Linked DNA regions of Cricetulus griseus: region 1 is linked to region 2. A link is a contact called in public Hi-C data. All regions are on one chromosome and are shown on one strand. Each heading gives the region's core, a stretch centred on a gene start, on an enhancer-like site or on the middle of the called end of the contact. The rest is flanking DNA. Distances are from core to core; before and after follow the strand shown.

Region 1 (5,474 bases), core at 2,791-5,290, 73 kb before region 2:
CTGCTACAAGCCTGACAGCCTGAGTTCAATCCCACACGGGGGCAGAAGAGAACTGACTCCCACAGGCTGACCTCTGACAATGTGTGTGTTCATACACATACATACAAAATCTTTATGTTAAAAACCCCGTGTGGTCAGCGCCTTGTCCATCATCCCAGGAACAGAACAGGAAGCAGTAACCCGGGAACAGGAATGTCCTGTCTTTGCAAAGGTCAGACTTCAGTTCCAGAAATCAGCAGGAGACTCACACAAGAACCTCTGTCATCTGTTCTGTCTGCAGAAGCTGACCATCGTTAGGCCAGGGCGATCCATGGAAGGAAAGGGCAGACACAGTTCCTAATTTACAACTTTATGAAATCCTAGGAATTCCCCCAGATTGTAGGTCTCGGCTTCTCGTTGCCTCCACAAGAGATACCCCACTGCCCATTCTTTGCTCTCACCCATGGCCAAGTAAGTATCGTTTGGATTATAATAACTCTTCAAAGGGAAGCATTAAACTTCCAGAATTACTAAACAACACCTGACCTGTATTAATGAACCATTCAGGAAAACCATAATGTTTTATTTGAGCAACTCTGAGGCAGGTAAGAGGCCACGTTTGGTGGGTTAAGTTAGTGATAAGGGACAAGTTCTTCCTGCGGCTGCTTCCAGGTAGTGGGGGCTGGATTTTTGGTTGTTTTTGTTTTAAGCTGTGTTTACATGCATGTATGCACATGTTCCACGATGGCCAGAGTCAGCCTGTGTCTTTCTCTGGCTTTTTAAACAGGGCCTCTCATTGGCCTGGGGCTCAACGATTCATTTAGATGAGCTGGCCAGCAAGCCCCAGTGAAACTCCTATCTCTGCCTTCCCAGCTCTGAGAACATTAAGTGTGCACCACCACACATAGCTTGTATACGTGGGTTCTGGGAATTGAATTCATGCCCTAGTATTAGCAATGCAAGTACTTTGCTGACTAAGCCACCTCCTAGCCCAAGTGTGGTCTCCTTCAGGCAGGACAGATGCCAGAAGCTTCCTGCCCCTGAGAAGTTCTTACCTGTTTTCAGAGGTGTACAGCCGCTCGAGCACACCCTTGCTCGCCTCTGGGCTTTGAGCAGGGACATTTCTCACTGAGAAACCCCAGAAAGTAACAGACAGACACCCCAGAATGAACCTGGTCCTGAGCCCTAGTCCTGAGCCCTGGGGGAGCTCAATGTCCTGGCATCAGTAAGATTGTGGGCTTAAAGGGCCATCAGGCTCAAGATGATGTAAATGTCTACAAAACTGAAATTGTTAGTAAGGGGCATGAAGAGGCCACACCTCCTTGGAACTCAGTAGGGTTTGGAGTGTAGACAGGAAGCTAGATGGGTCATCCTGCTGTCAGACTTGAGTCTGATCCACTCAGAGGAAGTGAGAAGCCAACAGCAAGTAACAAGCCAGAGCAGGCCAGCGTAAAGCTCTGTCAGGGGTGTGGGGACCACAATCACAGGGCCCAGCTTTGGGTAGAGAAGACACAGGGGTGTGGGGGGAAGGAGGGAGGGACACTGAGTCGCTCTGCCCTTCAAGTTTGAAAAGTCCCTTGCTGACCTAGGACACCAGCCTGGGGTCTAAGAAACTAGGAGAAAGACTGCTTAAATGCAGAGGCCCGAGGCAGGGTAACGGAAATTCAGGGCCTGCTTGAACTACAGAGTGAGTTCAAGGTTGGCCTGAGAGTGTTAGTGAGACTGTCAGAATTTAAAACTGTTTAAAAATGGGAGGATGGGCTAGGGATGGCGTTCTGTGGTGAGCGGTTGTCCAGAACGCATGATCCTGAGTAGTGACAAAAAGAAGAGAAGAAGCCAGCAGTGGTGGCCCATGCCTTTAATCCCAGTGCCCCAGAGGCAGAAGCAGGAGGATCTTCATGAGTTCAAGGCCAGCCTGGTCTACAGAGCGAGTGCCAGAACACCCTCCAAAGCAATACAGAGAAACCCTGTCTCAAAAAAACAAACCAAAAACCAAAAACAAAAACAAACCAGAAAAAGAAGGAGGGAGAGGGAGGAGGGAGAGGAAAAGGAAGATGAAGGGGGTGGCAGACAGAGGCTTTACAGACGGGTCCTACCCAGGCCAGCAAGGAACAGGCCTGCATCTTGCACCTGGCTTGATTACCCACCGGTCTTAAAGGGGGTGTGGGAATAAGTGCCTTCCAGCGCCCTCCGCTTCACCTGCCCATCATTTAACCTGGTGATTTCCTGAAGCCACCGGCAACTGAAACCACGGTGAAACCATGTCCCCTCTGCTCTTCGCTCCCTTCTGGCTGTGCCACAAAGCAAATTTATAGCGGACGATCCCATAAACACACTTACCACATGAGTTTGTCCCAGCCAGTTTGTGACAGAGTCCTGGCAGAGGCTGGGCCCTGGAGGGCTGCCTGAGCTGAAGGGCCAATGCCATGGGCAGACGCAAACTCCAAGGAGGACCCTGAGAAAGAGCAGTCCTCCATGCAAGCTTGGCCACAGCTCTGCGTCTTTCTCAGCACTTTTCTGAGTTTGCTTGTTAGGGCAGAGCCAAAGATCCTGCACTGCCCAGGACGCACAACGGGTTACGTAACTCCAGCAGCCCAGGAACCCTATCGCCTCATCTTATAAAACCACCCCAAACAGAAAACGGGCGCTCCCACAACATGACACCTCTCTAGGGTGGGGTGAATGGGGGAGCAGGGAGAGAAGGCTTTTGATGGGCGGCTAGTTCTGCCTAGAATGTAGAGTCGAACAGAAAGCCACTGTTCTTCTCAGGACTCCCTGGGAAGCGAGGGCGGGGGCACCATGCCAGGCAGTGTCCCAGGGTTGTGCTTGGCAAAGCCTTCAGAATCTGCAAAGCGCTCTCGGGCATATCCAAGGTCTCCCAGAGAATATGTTTGTGTTTTATGTCTTTGTTGCACTGACCACTTGATAGGCTCTCCTTTGGCAGGGTGGGACGGCAGGGGCTGAACGCCCAGCTCTGCAAATGCACCGTGGTGCCTGAATTGGCACTGCTGTGTATGGGGCCGCTGCCGGGCATCGAGGGCATGAACTGTGGCTCTCAGTGGTCCCCTGGGGCTTGCTACAGGCCATCCCAACAAAGGACCTCGGGTTTCCACACCCCACAGGGCTGGAAGCTCTCGAATCTCTTGGTGCCATTTCTTTGCCCTCGGTGCCATGCTTTGAGAAAGTGAAACTGGTTGGAGAGGATGAGGTTCCCAGGATTCTGCTGGCAGGGTCAGTGCTGGAATCCCAGCTCTGGTCCTCGATGGCCTCCCATGTACCCTGTACCAACTGTGCCACCAGCTCCTTCCTGCCCCTCTGTCTCCCCCATCAGCTCTCCTTCCTGGGTATTAGAGAGCATGGACCCCACAGCACTTCCAGACACCACTTCGCACTCAGGACTCGATCGGGGCTCGGACATGGACACCCTCCCCTTGCACTCAGGACTGAGACCCAGATGAGAGCTCCCAATTCAGGACTCAGAGCTGGACAGCACCCCCACTGTACTCAAGGACTCCAGAGGAGGCCCCACAAGGAGGCCCATGTCCTAGAGTGGAGAACATATAGAGGAGATGGTCCAAAGAGGCCAAGGGGATCCTATTTGAGGCCTTGAGAGGCAAGGTAAGGAAACTGAGCAAAACCCTTCCCTCTGGACTTGCTATTGTCAGTCCTTTTGTTAACAGCAACAAGAAAGCTTACGATACACTCCCAGACCTGCTCCTGGGGCTGCACGCCTTCCCCAGGCTGGATGACTGAAGCCCCTTCCCGTCCCCAGCAGGGAAAAGGCCAGCATACCAGTGATGGTGCAGGCATCCCGGTACCCTCTGTAGCTGGGAGCATCTTCCACAGCCTCGCTCACATAGTACTCTTCAGGGATGCCCGGGCTGCAGGCTAGGACTGCATGGCTGCAAGCCTCAGAGATGGGCGTGGAGCTGGCCGAGGTGTCGTCGTGCAGGGTTGTGGCGTCCAGCTTGGCAGGTTTCAAGGGGAGGTGCCCACTGCCATCGGGGGGTCCCGCTGCCGTGGTTGGGAGCAGTCGGGCAGATGGCCCCCGGTGGTTCACTGTACCAGTAGGGGTGGCTCACAGAGAATCTGCAAAACAATCCAGAGAGAAGAATACCATTACATGACGTCTTTGAATACATCCAGACAAAATCTTTAAAATCATGGCAGATGTGATTAGCCCTGCAGAAAGGGTTCACCAGAGAACCAGGCCTCATTCCGGACCATCGTGGAGCACAGGCTTCATACACTGAATTCAGCCCTGGGCAGTACTGAGAAATAAACAAAATGACCTCAGCTAGTCCGACGATGGCCATCCTGAAAGGGCGACGCCAGGGCGTGTACCAGGGCGTGTCGGTTAGAGCACCAAGTGTGCATTCTGAGGGAGATGCACACTCCTGGGAGATTCTGTGCAATATGGTTATCTGTTCACTCGGCTACATACAACATGATTCATTAAACTCTTCTCAACACGGAGAACTTTCAGTCCAGCGGCCACGTTGAGCAACAGTGAGAAAACAGTAGACTCCTTTGAGAACCTGGCAAGTCCAAACCTTATTTTTAAAACAACAAAAGCACATGAAGCCCATTCATAAGCTCCTGGGGAGAGCCAGGAACCCTTGGAAGGGGCCATTTCGGCAACATCAGCCCCACTGGGCAATTCAGACTACTGCTGGAATGTGCCTGGGCTTAAAGGCAACTGCGGGGAAAGGGTCAGTATATGACACAAGCTACCCAAGATTCCTCTCTGTTTCAAGAGCTACCCTGCATGTGCATCTTTTAGGATAGTGGACCCGGAGCGGCTAGCCTTCCATCCAGCAGGGGTCCTTCACCTCCCCCACCTACCTCCTCACACATCATGGGTGTGCATACATGCTCAAATAGTGTCTGGTGGGAGTCTACAAAACCTACTTCAGTGCCTGGGGCGATGGCTCAGTGGATCCAGTGCTTGCCATTCAAGGACCAGAGTTCAAATACCCAGAGCTCACGTAAAAGTCAGGCACAGTAGGTCACGTCTGTGAGCCCAGCATTTTCAGTGAGATGGGAGGTGGGAGAGGCTCACAGGCCAGGCAGCCTAGTGTACAGATCAGAGAGCAGCGAACGGGGTAGGAGGAGGAGACGGACACCCAAGGCTGCCTTTCAACGTCTGCCACTGTGTTGTGGCACACACCTGCATATGCGGACATACACACAAAAGTTCAAAAAGGCTGGAGCATGTACTGCTCTTCCCGACACCCATGTTGGGCAGGTCACAACCTCCTGAAACTCCAGGGGCTCTGACATGGCTCCCACAGGTACTGTATGCACCATGGTACACATAAACTCACACGGCACACACGTGTAAATAGGATGTAAAGAGACAGGAAATACAAAATGGGAAGAGAGATGCTTTCCACACACAGTGAGGAAACTGTAGCAAGAGAAGCCTGGAACTGGGCTTCTGGAGGATGACACGTGAACCCCAACCGGACTATCACACCTGGTCATAAGTGGAG
Region 2 (5,872 bases), core at 2,889-5,388:
GAGATTCAGCCCAGGCTGGAGGGAGGCTGCTCTCAAAGTTCCCTGAATACACACAGCACGACCTCACATTGCAAACCCAGCCGTTCATATCTCAGCGGCTACTTTCACATACCTATCTCTACAAGCTATTTACAGTGGGCACAACACTCCCTCTGGTAAATTCTCTTCTGCTCTTGAATGTCCTGATGTATCATGCAGTCTAGAGCCAGAGGACAGCCTAGAAATAAGCCACCCCCAGCAGGCCTCTCAAGCTGGGAACATGCACACATCACTTTGTACTACTGTGATAACACACCACAGTCACAGCAACTCAGGGGACAAAGAGTGTTTGGGCAAATGTGCAAGAGGTTAAGAGTCCATCATGGCAGAGAGGCGTGGTATGGTAGGAGGTGAGGGACCCCAGGAATCACGTCCTCAACCACAAGCACAAAACAGAAAGAACTGTGAGCAGAACAGATAGCCCCACCCCAAACCCCATCCCCAGTGACATACTTCCTCCAGCAAGGCTACAGGGCCTAAGCTTCCCCAAACAACACCGTCAACAGGGAACTGTTTAGATACCTGAGCCTACAGGGGACACCTCTCATTCAAACCACTCAGGCTGCTTACTAAACCCCAGCTTCCGGGGCGTCAGAGACGGCAGGATGCATTTTCCTAAAGCACCTCTCAGTTTCGAACAGTGAAACACCTTCACACTAACACAAGTTAGCTGGGTGCAATGGCTCAGGCCTGCAGCGCTGCAGTGGGAAGCCTGAGGCTGGACCCCACAACTAGCTTGAAGTGACTTGGAGCAAGGTAAGGACAGTCTCAAAGAGTAAACCAGGAGGGACTCACATGGCCTGGTGCTGTACACCTGTATCCCAGCCATGGGTTCGGGGGCAGAGGGATTAGGAGTTTCAAGATTAACCTTGGCTCCATAGCAAGTTTGCTGTCAGCCCCCTCCCCACTCCCAAAAGATGGAAACTACATCCTGGCCTTCGTCATAGCAATCATTAATTCATAAAGGCATCAGAGGCTGTTGCTGCCAGCTTCCAGAGCCCTGGTGGCCACAGGACTAAATTACAAGCATTAAGATAACCCACTTTATGGTCTGACGCATGGAGGCCGCCAGCCGTAAGCAGCCGCTTGAGAAGTCACTGCAACACGTTAGCCAGAGCGCTGGCTGCAAAGTGCTTCTTAGAAAGGTGAGGCCGCCCGGACAGGTGGCTCTGGAGCTGGCAGGATGACCGGCCCAAAGCCTAGGCAAGGATTTCTGAGAGCCGAAGTCCACCGGCCACCGTCTCACCCCATCCCACCTCTGGTGTGCTAGCAGCAGCTCCCTCATGAAGCAAGCTTCTGCCTGTGCGTTGTGCCTCATAGCCACTCAGAAAACACAAAGCCTGAGGCAGTTCAGCACCACCAAGTCTCGGCCACCTTCAGACAGACTGCCGGCTCTCACGTACATCACGTACTTAGAGGGACCTTTTCAAGGCTGAGAGTAGCCCTCACTTGGGTACCCCTAAGAGGTCAAGCTGGATCAAGGAACATTGTTCAGAAAGAAAGAAAAATGGGGCGGAGCCAGAGCACTCCATTCATCAGAGCTCCCCCCACCCGGCAGACGAAAGCCCCAGACAGCAAAGGAGTCAAAGGCCCAAATGGCCCATGCGGCCCTTCCTGTGGAAACTCGTCTTTTAGCATCTCTGAAAAACAGCATCCTTTGCCCCTCCCCCCAAACCACACAGGTCCAAACAGATGGGGTCCATATTCTCTGTTTATCGAGCTCCTAGGGCAGAGACATAAGGTACTTTAAAAGGCCAGGCTGTGGAGCCTGATGACCTGGGCTCCATCTGGGGACCCCTCGATGAGGTGGAAGGAGCTGACCTCTGACCTCCATACAATATCATACACACAGTAATAAATGAAATAAAATGCAAGAGGCCCGATTGTGTGTGTACAGCCTGCAGCAAGTTTAAGGGAGTGCCTCACCCTTCAAACCTTGCTCACCTGAACCCTGAAAGAGAGAAAGGACCTCTCCTGGTGCCCGCCTGCTCACCCACTCTCTTATCAGATGCTTGAGTTAACTGAACAATCAGGCCTTTATAAAACTCCCAGAGGCCTGCTCTGTACCTGGGAGTGGGAGGTGCAGGGCAGGGAGCCCAGGTGGCTCACACCAGAACCATCTAGTAATGTAGAGGTATATAAACTACAGGTATATAAAGACCAGGGACAGCCTCGGAGTGGCTCACTGCTAGATCATTTGGAAACTGAAAGTTTGAAACCCCGTTCGGTGTGAATCACACACCACCTATCACTCTCAAAGCCCATTGACAGTATCTGACTTGACCCACACCATACACCTACAAAAGTTATAACTGCCATAATTATTATACCTCCCAACTGTTCACAAGAGGACTTCTAAAAAGTTACCAAGCTACAAGGACAGCCAGAGCTGAGAACCCTACAATGGTATGGAGTCAATGAAATAACACCAACTCTCTTCCCACCCATTGGTCCAGTTGAGTCTGGGGGACAGCCAGCTAAGGGAGGTTGTCGGGGCAAGGTCACACAGACTGCAGAGGGAGAAGAAATGTAGGCGTCCCTACTCTGAGACCAGAGACCAGTGTCCTTACCTCACCAGGGTGGAGACACGTCCAAAGGGAGAGCTGGGCTCTGCGCAGGAAACCAGACCCCAACAGTCCCTGGGGCATCAAACAGGAAATGGGCCTGGTGCCTTGCCAAGTGGCCAACAGCAACCCAGCCCTTGGCAAACCTACTGTGCCTCGACTGGGCGCTCTAACTCACTTTGGGACCAGCTCTGATCCTTGGCTACTTCTCTGCTTGTCTGGGCTTCTCTGTGAGCAACTGGGGGTCAGAGATCACAGAGGCTACAGCCTTTAGAGTGTGACCAAAGGGGAAGGCAGAGCTGTCTGTCACCCAAGTCCACCTCCACCTGTCATCTCCACCCCAAAGGCGAGACTGCCCCACTGCACCTGCGCACGCAGACACACACACACACACACACACACACACACACACACACACACACACACACACACACACACACACAACCACACGCCCTCAGGGAGCTGGAGGCTGGTCAGACCTCAAGCTGCCCCCTCCTTGGCTGTTCAGTATATCAGAAAATGGAGAAGACCCTGTAACTAGCCTGTTTCCTTATGTCTTCCTCTCACCTCCCCCAGACCAGAAAGACCAGGTAGGAAAGAGCGCGGGTTCTGGCTCCACGCCGCAGACGGTGGCGTCCACGCTCACACACCGTTTCAAAGTTTGGCGAAACAAATCAGGAAACAAAAACCCCCAGAGGCCTCGGCGTTCCTTCTTCCTGCTCAAAGTGTGCAGTAAAGTCTCTGTCTAACCAGCGCGGTAAACGGTTCCAAGACTGAGTCTTAAGGGGTTGGGGAGGGGCACCCAGCACCCAGCCAGGGAACTTTTAAAATTTGCCCTTAAATAATAGCGAGACACTTCATGGCGTTTGCTTTTTACCCGCAGGAGGCTGACCTTGGAGACGACAGAGAACTGTAAAACAAGAGTCAAGAAAAAGTGACCCAAAGTGAGCTCCTCCACTCTCGGGATGGGGAGAGGGGTCCCTGGGCGCACGTCGTCGCGCACACCAAGTTCAGGCGGCGAGTGGGAACGTGCGAGCGGCGCCGGCCCGCGGCTCGCTGAAGGTCGCCCGACTGTCACCTAGGCTGCCGGGGCCCGGAATCCGAGTGCGCGCGGCGCGGCGGGACGCGGTGGCCTCAGGGCAGCTTCCCGGGTGTCCCCGGCCCTGCAGGTGCCACGAGGGAGCGGTCGGGCCGCGGCCCCTCCCCGGCCGCAGGCCCGGAGCAGCGGCGGCGACTTACCCGCAGGAGGCGCGGGGGCGGCGGGCGGTCCCGGGGCCGGTGTCGCTGCTCCGCGTCGCGCTCGGCCGGCCCCGGCGCCGGCGGCTGGCGCGGGGCTGGGGGTTCGGCGTGGGCGGGTGCCCGGGCGATCGCGGACGCTCCGGGGCTCCTCGCGCGCGTGTCACGGGCCGGGGGCGCGCGGGGGCGGGGCCGAGTGGGCCCGGGGCGCGGGCGGGGGCGCGGCGGGGACTGGGCCGGGGGGGGACCGTGTCGCGGGCGCCGCAGCGCGGCCTTCGCCATGGCTCGCGCGGCCGGGCTCGCGCGCCCTCGCGCTGCCGTCACCGCCCGACGCGCGCCGGGCCCTCCCCGCCGCCCGCCCCCGCCCCGCCCCGCCCGCCCCGCCCGCCCGCCCCGCCACCTGCGCGACGGTCCCCGGAGCGATGCTCCTCGTCCCCCGCAGAGAGAGGCTCCGGGACCCCCGAAGCGCTGGCCCACTCGGCATCCCGGAGCGTGCGTGCCGACCCGCGCGCTTGGGGACGCCGCTGCCAGCGCGCTCGTCCTGCGGAACCCGCCCCGGAGTCAAGCACGGAGTTAGGAGCTCAGGAGGGGTCCTTGGACCGTCCCTGTGGGCAACGCCACCAAAGGGTGAAGGAGCCCGTGGGGGTGGCAGAGGGGGCAATGAAGCCCTCCCGGGGGCTTTCAAGCAAATAACTCGCAGAGGTTTTAACGCGGCCCAGCCCACGCGAGCTGGTTTCCAGTGGTCCCTTGCAACCGGTCACAGGGGACACTGAACGGGCTTGGAGCAAACTCCAACCTGAACCGAAAATGCGGAGGAAATAAACCCCTCCAAGTTTCAGGGCTAGATAGGAAATGAATAGGGAAGTTGTTCAGGCAAAATATTTTTTTGTTTTTTTTTTGTTTTTTTTTTTGGTTTTTCAAGACAGGGTTTCTCTGTGACTTTGGAGCCTATCCTGGATCTAGCTCTTGTAGACCAGGCTGGCCTCGAACTCTGCCTCTCGAGTGCTGGAATTAAAGGCGTGCACCACCAATGCCACCAGCTCATGCTGGGAATGTGTGTGTGCCGAGCACGGGGGCATTTGTCAATAGATGTTTGCTTGGGCTAGCCCATTTCCCCACAGACTCTCAGCAACAGCATGTGTCTATAGAGACACCTTGACCACCGGTCGGCTAGGTAAACATCGCCTTCAGGACACTCGTCTATGGGGTAGTCCCAGGAGAATGACACTCCAGCAATTCCCTTATGAGCTAAATCTGTGGAAGGGGGTGAGCTGCGTTCTGAAATCACAATGCCATAAAAAAAACAAAGAAACAAAACTAGATATTTCAGACCTGTCAGGAAGAGGAGGTCTGTGGCTACAGGATAAGCCTCTATGGGCTCTGGGTGATGCTCAGAGCATTCTGGGTGACAAAGCTGGATCTTATATTTTATATTTTTGGTTGTGAGCCTAGCCTTTAACTGCTGAGCCAGCTCTCCAGCCCAACACAGCTGGATCTTAAACTATTGGGTCAATGTTAAATTTGCTACGTGCACAGACAAGACTATCTTTATTTTATTTTATTTTAATTTCATGTGCATTGGGGTTTTGCCTGCATGTATGTATGTATGAGGGTGTTAGATCCCCTGGAACAGGAATTACAGACGGTTGTGAGCTGTTGTGTGGGTGCTGGGGATGGAACCTGGGTCCCCGGGAAGAGCATCCAGTGCTCTTAACTGCTGAGCCGTCTCTCCAGCCCCCTTCTTGAGAATTGTGTGCATGTAAACAATGAAATATGGTCAGTTATGTCCCCATGTCGGTCTTCCAGATCCTTCCATAGCGTCCTCAACACATTCCCCTCACAACTCCATGTCTTTTTTTCTTTCAATAACCCCGTAAATCTAGTTGGTGCCGCCCATACGTTCAAGCCGTTCGTGGGACATCCACAGGAGCCAAGACTCAAGAAAGGATACAGCTACATCCTCAGAAAAGAATGATTGTCCCCACCACCACCAGCAGCAGCTGTCTAAGGCCACTAGGTCCTCCTCAGGGGTG

The links. A called contact is a pair of places that touch in the nucleus more often than the background predicts.
Region 1: a Hi-C map of liver shows a contact between it and region 2, with 2.3 times the contacts expected there. The contact joins the promoter of Trak1 here to the enhancer-like site in region 2. A contact is called at or near these places in 3 of 8 Hi-C or Micro-C datasets (the CHL-YN cell line, fibroblasts and liver).

Annotation. Positions count from the first base shown.
Region 1 is chr4:228,381,059-228,386,532 of CriGri-PICRH-1.0, reverse strand. Trak1 (trafficking kinesin-binding protein 1) reads right to left here and starts at 4,040. Exons shown (of 16, transcript XM_027415429.2): 1 at 3,772-4,040.
Region 2 is chr4:228,308,252-228,314,123 of CriGri-PICRH-1.0, reverse strand. No RefSeq gene overlaps it. Among named protein-coding and RNA genes, the nearest start is that of Ulk4, 18 kb to the right of the region's middle. Within about 2 kb of position 4,138, at least 2 of the 6 cell types and tissues checked have open chromatin away from gene starts, as enhancers often do.